Linked DNA regions of Monodelphis domestica: region 1 is linked to region 2. Evidence: chromatin contacts called from public Hi-C data. All regions are on one chromosome and are shown on one strand. The core of a region is the stretch at or near the end of the contact, and the rest is flanking DNA. Distances in the headings are between cores, read along the strand shown.

The links. A called contact is a pair of places that touch in the nucleus more often than the background predicts.
Region 1: a contact with region 2 is called in a Hi-C map of limb, with 2.8 times the contacts expected there. The contact joins the promoter of TIMM22 here to the enhancer-like site in region 2. A contact is called at or near these places in 2 of 2 Hi-C or Micro-C datasets (limb and spleen and liver).

What each region holds. Positions count from the first base shown.
Region 1 is chr2:509,626,402-509,631,049 of mMonDom1.pri, forward strand. TIMM22 (translocase of inner mitochondrial membrane 22) reads right to left here and starts at 2,919. Exons shown (of 4, transcript XM_001364461.4): 1 at 2,410-2,919. The coding sequence starts at 2,647.
Region 2 is chr2:509,552,383-509,556,924 of mMonDom1.pri, forward strand. All of the region lies in intron 16 of ABR (ABR activator of RhoGEF and GTPase), which reads left to right. Among named protein-coding and RNA genes, the nearest start is that of TIMM22, 75 kb to the right of the region's middle. Within about 2 kb of position 2,604, at least 1 of the 2 cell types and tissues checked has open chromatin away from gene starts, as enhancers often do. A contact at or near this core is called in limb, where this site is marked.

The DNA of each region.
Region 1 (4,648 bases), core at 1,669-4,168, 74 kb after region 2:
TTTTTAAATAATTGAAAGAAAGGGTACTTAAGTGGCACAATGGATAGAGCACAAGGTCTGGAGTGAGAGAAGATCTGGATTTAAATTTGGACTCCGATACTGCCTAGCTGTATGATTCTGGACAAGTCACTTACTCCATTTAACCAGCCCTTCCTGTTCAGTTTTAAAATTGATACTGGGGATAGCTAGGTGGCTCGGTGGTTTGAAAGCCAGGCCTAGAGGCGGACAGTCAGTCTTGGGTTTAAAACTGGCTTCAGACTCGTCCTAACTGTGTGACACCGGGCAGGTCACTTAACCCCATTACTTAGCCCTTACTGTTCTTCTACCCAGGAACAAATATACAGTATTGATTCTAAGAAGTGAGGTTGTTGTTGTTTTCTTTTGTTTTTTAAGTAAAGATTTAAATAAATAACTGAAAGATGCAATATTTTAATTAGAAATAGGTGAAAATAAAAGTGATATCAAATTCACAGATTTCTTGAAATCTGTCCTAAATCCTAGATTCAGATTCCCCAATCTGGATGATCTCTATGATTTCTTCCACCTCTAAATAGTTTTAACAACCGAATCAAGTAGAGTAATACCTCTGCTCATGAAACAGATTCTCCTAATGAAGAGAAATCCCCTCTTACTGGCTTCTTCAATTTAAGCCTCTGATGATGCCAAAAAAGTTGGCCACTCCCCCTGGAGAAAAATACTGGTCAGGATCCCACATGTTTTCTCAGTCTGGCATAGGAAGGCCCTCTAAGATCTGGCTCCTACCTTTCCATTCTAACTTTATATTACTCCCCTTCAACACTCTCCCTTTCTCTTAAACTGTTTTGCCAACTATTTCCAGTGCCCAACATTCCATTTTCTTCCTCCATGTCTTTGCAAAAAGAATTTGCAAATCTGGAATGAGGAATCTTCTTCCTCATCTCCAGCTTATAAAAAAACCTTCCTTACAAGAACCACTTAGTACTACCTTCTAGATGAGGTCTATTCTGGTCCCCATCACTAATGCTCCCTCTCTTGAAATACTTTGTATTATTTAGATTTGTATTATTACTTTGTATTATGTATTTGTTTGTAGGTATACATGTTCTATATCACATCACCCACAAAAGCTCTTTGAGAGCAGGGCCTTTTTTTTTCTTGACGCCAATACGGTTTATAGAAAGGGTCTATCCAGTTGGCTCTGAATAAATGTGGATTGATTAAAAGATGGATCCAAAACTCCTTATTTAATAAATGAGGGAAATGAATCCCATCAGGGGGTGATGTGCCAAAGATACATCATCCAGGTAGAAAGCATTTATTAAGCATGTACTAACTACCAGCTGGGAGGGCCAGTGGATAGTGACAGGAAGACCTGAATTGAAATCCAGACACATTTTCTAGCAGGGTGACCTGGGCAAGTCACTTAACCCTGTTTGCTTCAGTTTTCTCATCTGTAAACCAAACTGGAGAAGGAAATGGCAAACCACTGCAGTATTTTTTTTAAATTCCTTACCTTCCACCTTAGAATCAATACTAACTATAGGTTCTGTCAACTTTGGAGACCCCAAGTTTGCCCCAGTTCCCTTGAGAATTCACCCAGGAAGTTTCAGACAGAGCCACTTCAGATCTTAGGGTACTTAATGGTCCTAGTTGGGTGAAACTAGAAGACCTAAATCAAAGGCTAAATACCCTTTTGTCCTGGTAGATTCTCCCTAGTATAAAAGACCTCTCTCAGGTCATCCAGCCCTGGGTTGGACTTTCCCTTTTGTATCCATTGTAAAGCATCAGCCTCTCCCTGATAATCCTGTCTTGGAGTTCTCATTTCCTTGTAGCCATGGTAATACCAATCCATCAGACTTCTCAGTCCTGATTTCCCCAAATGGTATATAAACTCCCCACATTCTATAGCTCTTTGGAGTACCATCTATCTAGCACGGTGATTCGCTCAGAGATACTGTTGCCAGAGTGCCAGAGTCTTTGGCTCTGCGTGGTTTGGGGCGCTTGACTTGTGTAGCAGCCAAATATTGAACACTATCTCTTTCCTGATTAAAGGCTTGGTTTTTCGGACTACTTTAGTAGTTCTGTGTTATTTTCAAGTTAACAGTTCCAAGGCGAAACAGTGAAAAGATAGGCAAACAGGATAAAATGACCTGCCTAGGGTTACACAGCTAGGAAGTGGCAGAGGTCACATTTGAACCCAGGTCCTCCAGGCCTGGTTCTCAATCCATTGAGCCACCTAGCTGCCTCTACTCCAGTATCTTGGCCAGGAAACACCAAATGGGTCCCCAAGGATCTGGAACGACTGAAAGAACTAAACCCAAACTACTAGGGGCCCGGAAGGCGCCCGGGGTTTAGGCCTGGAGATCACGACACCTTTTTTTCAAAAGAAGCCCCTGAGGCCACCCCACCGCACTCCCCAATCCCGCTCACCCCCAACGCAGGCCAGGGCAGCCTTGAAGGCGCAGCTCTCCATGGCCTTCTCGATCATCTTTTGCTCCTCGCTCTTGACCGGGCTCGGGATCCCGCCCAGGGCGCCAGGCTCCAGGAGCCTCGGCTGCCGCTTGTCCCCCACCAGGTGCTGCAGGAGCAAGCTGTACTGCAACGGAGCTTCGGCGGCCGCTTCGGCCGCCGAGCCGCGGGGGCTGGGTGCCGGGCTAGCTGCCGCCATGGCCGCCGCAGCCCCGGCTTCTCCAGACACACTTGCCGACCTACCAAACCTGCCTGCCTCCCCGTGGCGGCAGATTCTACATTAGTAGATTCTACACCAGTACTCCCTTTGAGCGTTCCGCAGCTGCAGATTCGACACGCCGCGCTAAGTCTTCTTCAGCTGGGCCTGCGATAGATGCGAATGAAGTCCACTCACTTACAGAGACGCTAAAGAACCATTAAATACTTGGAATATTTTTAAGATACACTTTCGTTGAACTCAAGACATTGCCGAACGGTATTAGCATTTGGAGATGTTGGGAGTTTGAACCACAGTCTTTATTTACATGCTGCCGCGCGGGGCGTGACGGGACCTATAGTCCAAGTCTGGGCGACAGGCCCTGGCAGCTGGGGACTACACTTCCCAGAGAGGCTCGCGCTGCACAGTGCTATACCGAGTCCTCTCTCGCCATCTAGAGGCTGTTAGAGCGCCTTGCAAGGCTCGCGCGGAGGGTCAAAGAGAAGCAGCCGACCCTGGAGCAGGGCAGGGGCTCAAGCTTGTAGCTCCTCCTTCCTGCCTCGCACTTCGGAGATCTTTCCCATGTGACTCCAGGCTGCCCGCAGAACAAACGTCTTCAGTGACTTTGAGGACAAAAGCTTAAAGACGGGAGTCTTCCCCCAGAGACCCCGGAGCAGGCTGGTGGTGGGGAGGAAGAAGAAGAGGAGGGAGAGAGTAGGAGGAGAGCTGTGATATACAAGGCTTTACAGTTAGCCAAGTGTGTTCCACCCGGAGATCTCACCAGACCCTTGGAAACCACCCCTCCAGGGCAGCTCTGCGCATATTTGCACCCATTTTGCAGCTGGTAACTTCAAGGCAAGGTCATGTGGTGTGAGGGATAGAGAGCTGACCTGGTGGAGCAGCTGTAGGTCCAACCTGAGAGGTTGGCTATTCTTAACCTGCCCATTTTACAGATGATGAAACAGGTTTAGGAGGGTCAGATCCTGCCTGTGACCCATTAGGTATGATGAGGACAGGTCTCTTACCCTTTTAGTGCCTCTGGAAGCTCCCAGGAGCCAAACCAGTTGGGGAGCCCAGAAGTCTCAAAACTGCCCCCCCCCCCCATTCCTGGGCGGCACTGCACAGGGAAAGGACCAACTTTTTACAGGGCAGACATATACATATACAAATACATCTATAGCATTAATTAGAGATATAATACCCACTCACATATGTATTAGTTACTGCCCTGCAAACTGGAAGAGAACCAAAATGGCAGTCAACTTAGAGTGTCTCCAGCTGTGGTTGATTAGACCAGTACAAGTTCGGGTCCTCCACAGGTCTGGCACAAATTGCCCCATGACCATTGGGCATGGAGATGTCTTTAAGTTTTGCATCTCACTTTTTTTTAACTCCAGAATTTCAGAGCACCTTCTTTGATGCAGGCATGCCATGCTCAGCAGTCTTTTACCAATGTCTCCCAAGTCTCCCAATAGATTCCAAAGGGGCAGCTGGGTAGCCTAGTAAATAGAACACCAGGTCCAAAGTAGAGAAATCCTGGGTTCAAATTTGGCCTCAGACACTTCTGAGCTGTGTGAACCTGGGCAAGTCACTTAACCCTGATTGTTTAACCCTTGCCATTCTTCTCTCTTCAAATTGATACTAAGACAGAAGGTAAGGGTTTAAAAAAAAATAGCTACTGAAATTCTTTAGAGAGACCTGGAGAATATCCTCTCTATGAGCACTTGCCTTGTGTGAGTTCTCCATAAAACTGTCTTTTAGGCAAACATACATTTGCTTTTGGACCACATGGCCATCCCATCAGAGAGTTGAATGCAGCTCAAAAAAGAACCTCAGGGTCCCGTCTCTTCTCTTGCCAGATAATCTTCAGAATCTTCCTGGGAAAATTCAGATGGAAGTGATTCCATTTTCTGGCATGGCACTGGTAGACTGTCCAAGTGTCACACCGGCTCTGTAGAGCTTCTGTTTGGTAGGCAGCCTAATACCTCTTCTCTCCCAGTTTCC
Region 2 (4,542 bases), core at 1,354-3,853:
ATGGGAGGTTCGGTGACTTGCCCAGAGTCTGAGGCCAGGTTTGAAGCCAGAATCTTCTGTCTCTTGGCCTGGCTCGAAAAGCCGTCTTGCTGCCCCCTCATTCATTTACTCTTGTGTTTACTGACTCATGTCTCCTGGGGCTGTAGAACCTTTTCTTCTCTTAGTCTGGTCTTGGCAGCATGCCCTTCTTTGCTATTGATTAGCTATTGGAAGGAAATTTCTGCCTTCTCCGTGAGATGTTTCTTCTGCAGTGGTGATGGATCACGCTGAACCATCTGTACTCCCTCCCTGGTTCTCCCAGGATGTTGACTTACCTAGAAATTGAATGCTGTGCCTCAGGGGTTGCCTCCCTGACTGGGGAAGTGCACGAAGCTCCCAAGCATCTATTGGAATTGAACTTGAGACCTCATTAACACCATGTCTGGTCTGTTTTGCCAACTGGCCACTGTAAATAGCCACAACAATGTCTCCCTTTGTCAGGGACGAGAGCGCTCTCCTCTTGGGGGTTTGCAGAACGACTGAATGGTACCTTTGTCCCCTGAGACAACGTCTCCTGGACTGGAAGCCGAGAGGCCTGGCTCTTTGCTGTATTGCCTTTTTATTAGTCTTTTGCCTGGGACACCAGGTGATGGACCAAGTCAGGTTTCTTCCTTCCTCCCCTTAAAGCCATCAACATGGGTTTGGTTAGAATGAGGAGGATGCCATGCACAGAGTGCCTGCCTGTCTGCCTGATTTCTCCCTCCTGCTGCCACTCACCACATCGCCCTGAGTGTACCACCGGGCCTTCTCCTTGTTCCTTGGCACTGTCACCAGGGAAACCAGTGCTGCCAAGACAACCGCAAGCTGGTACTTCATTATGGAAGGAGCAGGCCTGAGGGGAGAGAGAGAAGGAGGGAGGGGGGAGAGGGGAAGAGAGATTAAGAGAGACATAAAGAGAGGAAAGGGGAAAGATGAGACAGAGAGAGACAGAAAGAGAGGAAGGGGGAAATATTAAAAGAGAGAGACAGACAGAGAGAGACAGAAAGAGAGGAAGGGGGAAAGATTAAAAGAGAGACAGAGAGAGGGAGACAGAGAGAGACAGACAGACAGACAGACAGACAGACAGAAAGAGAGGAAGGGGAAAGATTAAGAGAGAGGGGAGGGAAAGAGAGAGAGACAGAGACAGACAGACAGAGAGGGAGAGAGAGAGACAGAAAGAGAGGAAGGGAGAAAGATTAAAAGAGAGAGACAGAAAGAGAGGAAGGGGGAAAGATTAAAAGAGAGACAGAGAGAGGGAGACAGAGAGACAGACAGACAGACAGACAGAAAGAGAGGAAGGGGAAAGATTAAGAGAGGGGGGAGGGAAAGAGAGAGACAGAGACAGACAGACAGAGAGGGAGAGAGAGAGACAGAAAGAGAGGAAGGGAGAAAGATTAAAAGAGAGACAGAGACAGACAGACAGACAGACAGACAGAAAGAGAGGAAGGGGAAAGATTAAGAGAGGGGAGAGAGAGACAGAGACAGACAGAGAGGGGGAGAGAGAGACAGAAAGAGAGGAAGGGAGAAAGATTGAGAGGGAGAGGCAGAGACAGAGAGAAACAGACAGACAGACAGAAAGAAAGGAAGGGGAAAAGATTAAGAGAAAGACAGGAGGAAGGGAAAAGAGAGGGTTCAGAGAGACAGAGTGCTCTGAATCAGTTCTTGGAACCTGTTCCTTTGTGTGGGTAATGGGACTTTGGTGGCGATCCCATCTCCAGTCCCAGACAGCTCCTGGGGTGTCCAGACTAGGCTGGTGGGAGGGTCTGAATTTTCCGATGGCGCCCACAGTGTCCCCATCTGTCTTCCCCCTCCTCATTTATTGCATAGTTGTGTGGCCCCAGGAGATTTCCTGACTCCAGCATGGGGCCTGGTAGATCACTACATGTCTCCATAGTAAAGAGGTGGGTGACTGTCATCCATTCTCTCTGCTGGGTTTTTTTTTTTTAATTTTGGGGGGTGGCTGATGTGCTAGAAGATTGAGAGACACAAGGAGGGTGTTCTGGAATGGCATCAGTGGCACCAATTAACATAGGAAATTTGGAGTCCCCCCTCGTGGCCCCCCAATCCCCATTTTCTGAATATTGTTCTAGAAACTCGATCGCAGGGAGGTGGCCAGGGGCCACCTGAGTTTCCACCCCTGTCTCTTCTGTCCCTCCCACTCCCCAGCCTCCCAGGCCCCCTGGGGAAATAAGCCATAAATCATTATGTGTCTGCAGCAGATGCAGATGGGGGGAAGGGGGAGAGGGGATCTCTGTTGTGTTTGGCAGAGAGCAGAGCACAGACTAGTAGGGAAAATGTTTTTATATTTAAACTTTCAAAAATGTTAACTGCCTGGGAGTTGATATTAAAAGAAATCGACGGCTCCGGATTGCCAGCTGACCCTGCGCCTTCAAGTGGGCAGTTTGAATCCCTCTGGGTTTCTTTTGAAGTCCTCAAGCCCCTCCCAGCCACCCCAAAAGCCTGGGTTACGGCTCTTTGCCGCAGAATGCTGTTGGTAAAATTCCTAAAATGGTCCTAGGTGGGATCTGGGAGCGTGGAAATGCCTCGTGCGTTTTAGCTCACCCTGCAGTCCCTCGGAGTGCCGTTGTTTGCCTCCCTCGGCCAGGCACAAAGGCACACAGTAGAAACCCTGGAGAGTCTGTAGAATGCACCGTTCCCACATCGCCCACCTCTTCGGTTTGGAAGAGGATTGGCTCAGGCCCTGGACCTCATTCGAGCGTCTCTTCGCCCGAGATGAGAGAAGGGTCTGCACCGCCGTAACGCCAGAATCCTTCAGCATCTCCCATGTTTTCTACCCTGGTGGGCAAGGCAAGAAGGGCCTCCTGCTCCTACTGGCCTTACCGCTCTGGGTGGCCTCCCAGGGGGAGCCTACGGAACCCAGAGAGAGCCTGAAAGAAAGAACACTGGCCCTGAGGCAGACGAAGGACCGATGTTCGAATCTTGCCCCTGTCCTTTGCTACCTAGGTGACTGGACAACATGATTAAGTAGATAGATTGCTAGCCTTGGAGTCCGGAAGACCCAGGTTCAAATCCTGTCTCCATGACTAGATGTATGTCTTTGGGTATCTCCCAGGCCTCAGTTTCTTCATCTGTAAAGACAAGGGGTTAGATTAGATGACCTTTCAGATCCTGATCTATTTTTCTAGAATCCTACCTTACTTTCCAGCCTGTGCCTCAGTTTCTTCTTCTGTAAAAGGAGAGAATTGGATTCTTAAGACCCTCCCCCCCCCTTCCAGCTCTCTAGCCAAGATGGGGCTATCATCCTATCGGGCTGCTCCTGGGCATTTGTCCCAGGGACATGTTAGGTGGCCTCTGATGATTGCATGTGCAGGATCCACTCATTCTCTGCTGTTTCCAATCTAGCCTTCCCACTGCTGCCAAAAGTAATTCTGTAGCACAGGTCAGACCAGGTCACCCCCTTACTCATAAGCCATTAATGGCTCCCTATGCCTCTAATATAAAATGGGAGTCCTTTAGCGTAGCACTTACAGCCCACAGTTTGGCTCCAAACTTCTAGAATACTATTTCCTCTTATGGCCCTTTCCATGTGGACTTTATTAATTAGACTAATTTAATTAATTAGTTGTTCCTCTAAGCCCCCCCCCCCCCAATAATGCATCCAACAGACCTTCCTTTTCCCTGAAATGCACCTTCTCCTCATTTCTGCCTTGCAGCATCCGTCTCTTTCTTCATGGCTCAGCCAAGATGCCACCAGCCTAACCTGATCCTCCCTGGTCAAAATTGTTCTCTGCCCCCTCTGATATTCCTGGGTCTCTGCCTGGATTGCTTCTGTCTGGCATCGTGCGGTGTATCTCCCCCAGTAGAAAGGACAGCTTTGGGTTTTGCCTCTGTTTCCTCCACCCCTGACAGAATACCTTGTATGGGTGCCTTATTGCATTGTGGAATGAATGCATGAGTGCCTTCGTGAATGAATGAACAAATGCATGCAGAGGTTCAATGACTCCCCTTGGATCACTGAGCCAGATTTGAACTCTCCACTGAGCCACCTGGCTATCTAATCAGTGATAGAGGCGTCTAAAATAGACATTATGCAACTGACCACTGAGGGAGGCAGGAATTGGCGGCAAGGGGGATGCACAGAGTGGGTGAGAGGCTTATCTCCATTCTTGAGGAGACTGAGAAAGGAGCTAGGAATTAATCTGGCTCCTATTGACAGAGAGACGGGGGATGAGATGCAGAACGAGGCTGATGTCTTCAGACCTGGCTGATGCATCCTTTGGCTGTTCGTAGCCACGCCTATCCCATTTGGTCATTTATTGGGGATTTTCTTGGCAGAGGTACTGGAGTGGTTTGCCATTTTCTTCTTCGGTTCATTTTATAGATGAGGAAACTGAGCAAACAGTGACTGGCCTAGGATCATACAGCGAGGAAGTAGATGTCTGAGGCTGGATTTGAATTTAGGAAGAGGAATCTTCCTGATTCCAAGCCTAGTGCTGGCTGCCCCCCAGATTGGGGTAGAAAAAGTTCAGTCTAGGCTTCCTCAGCAGAAGGGCTTTGGGCAGC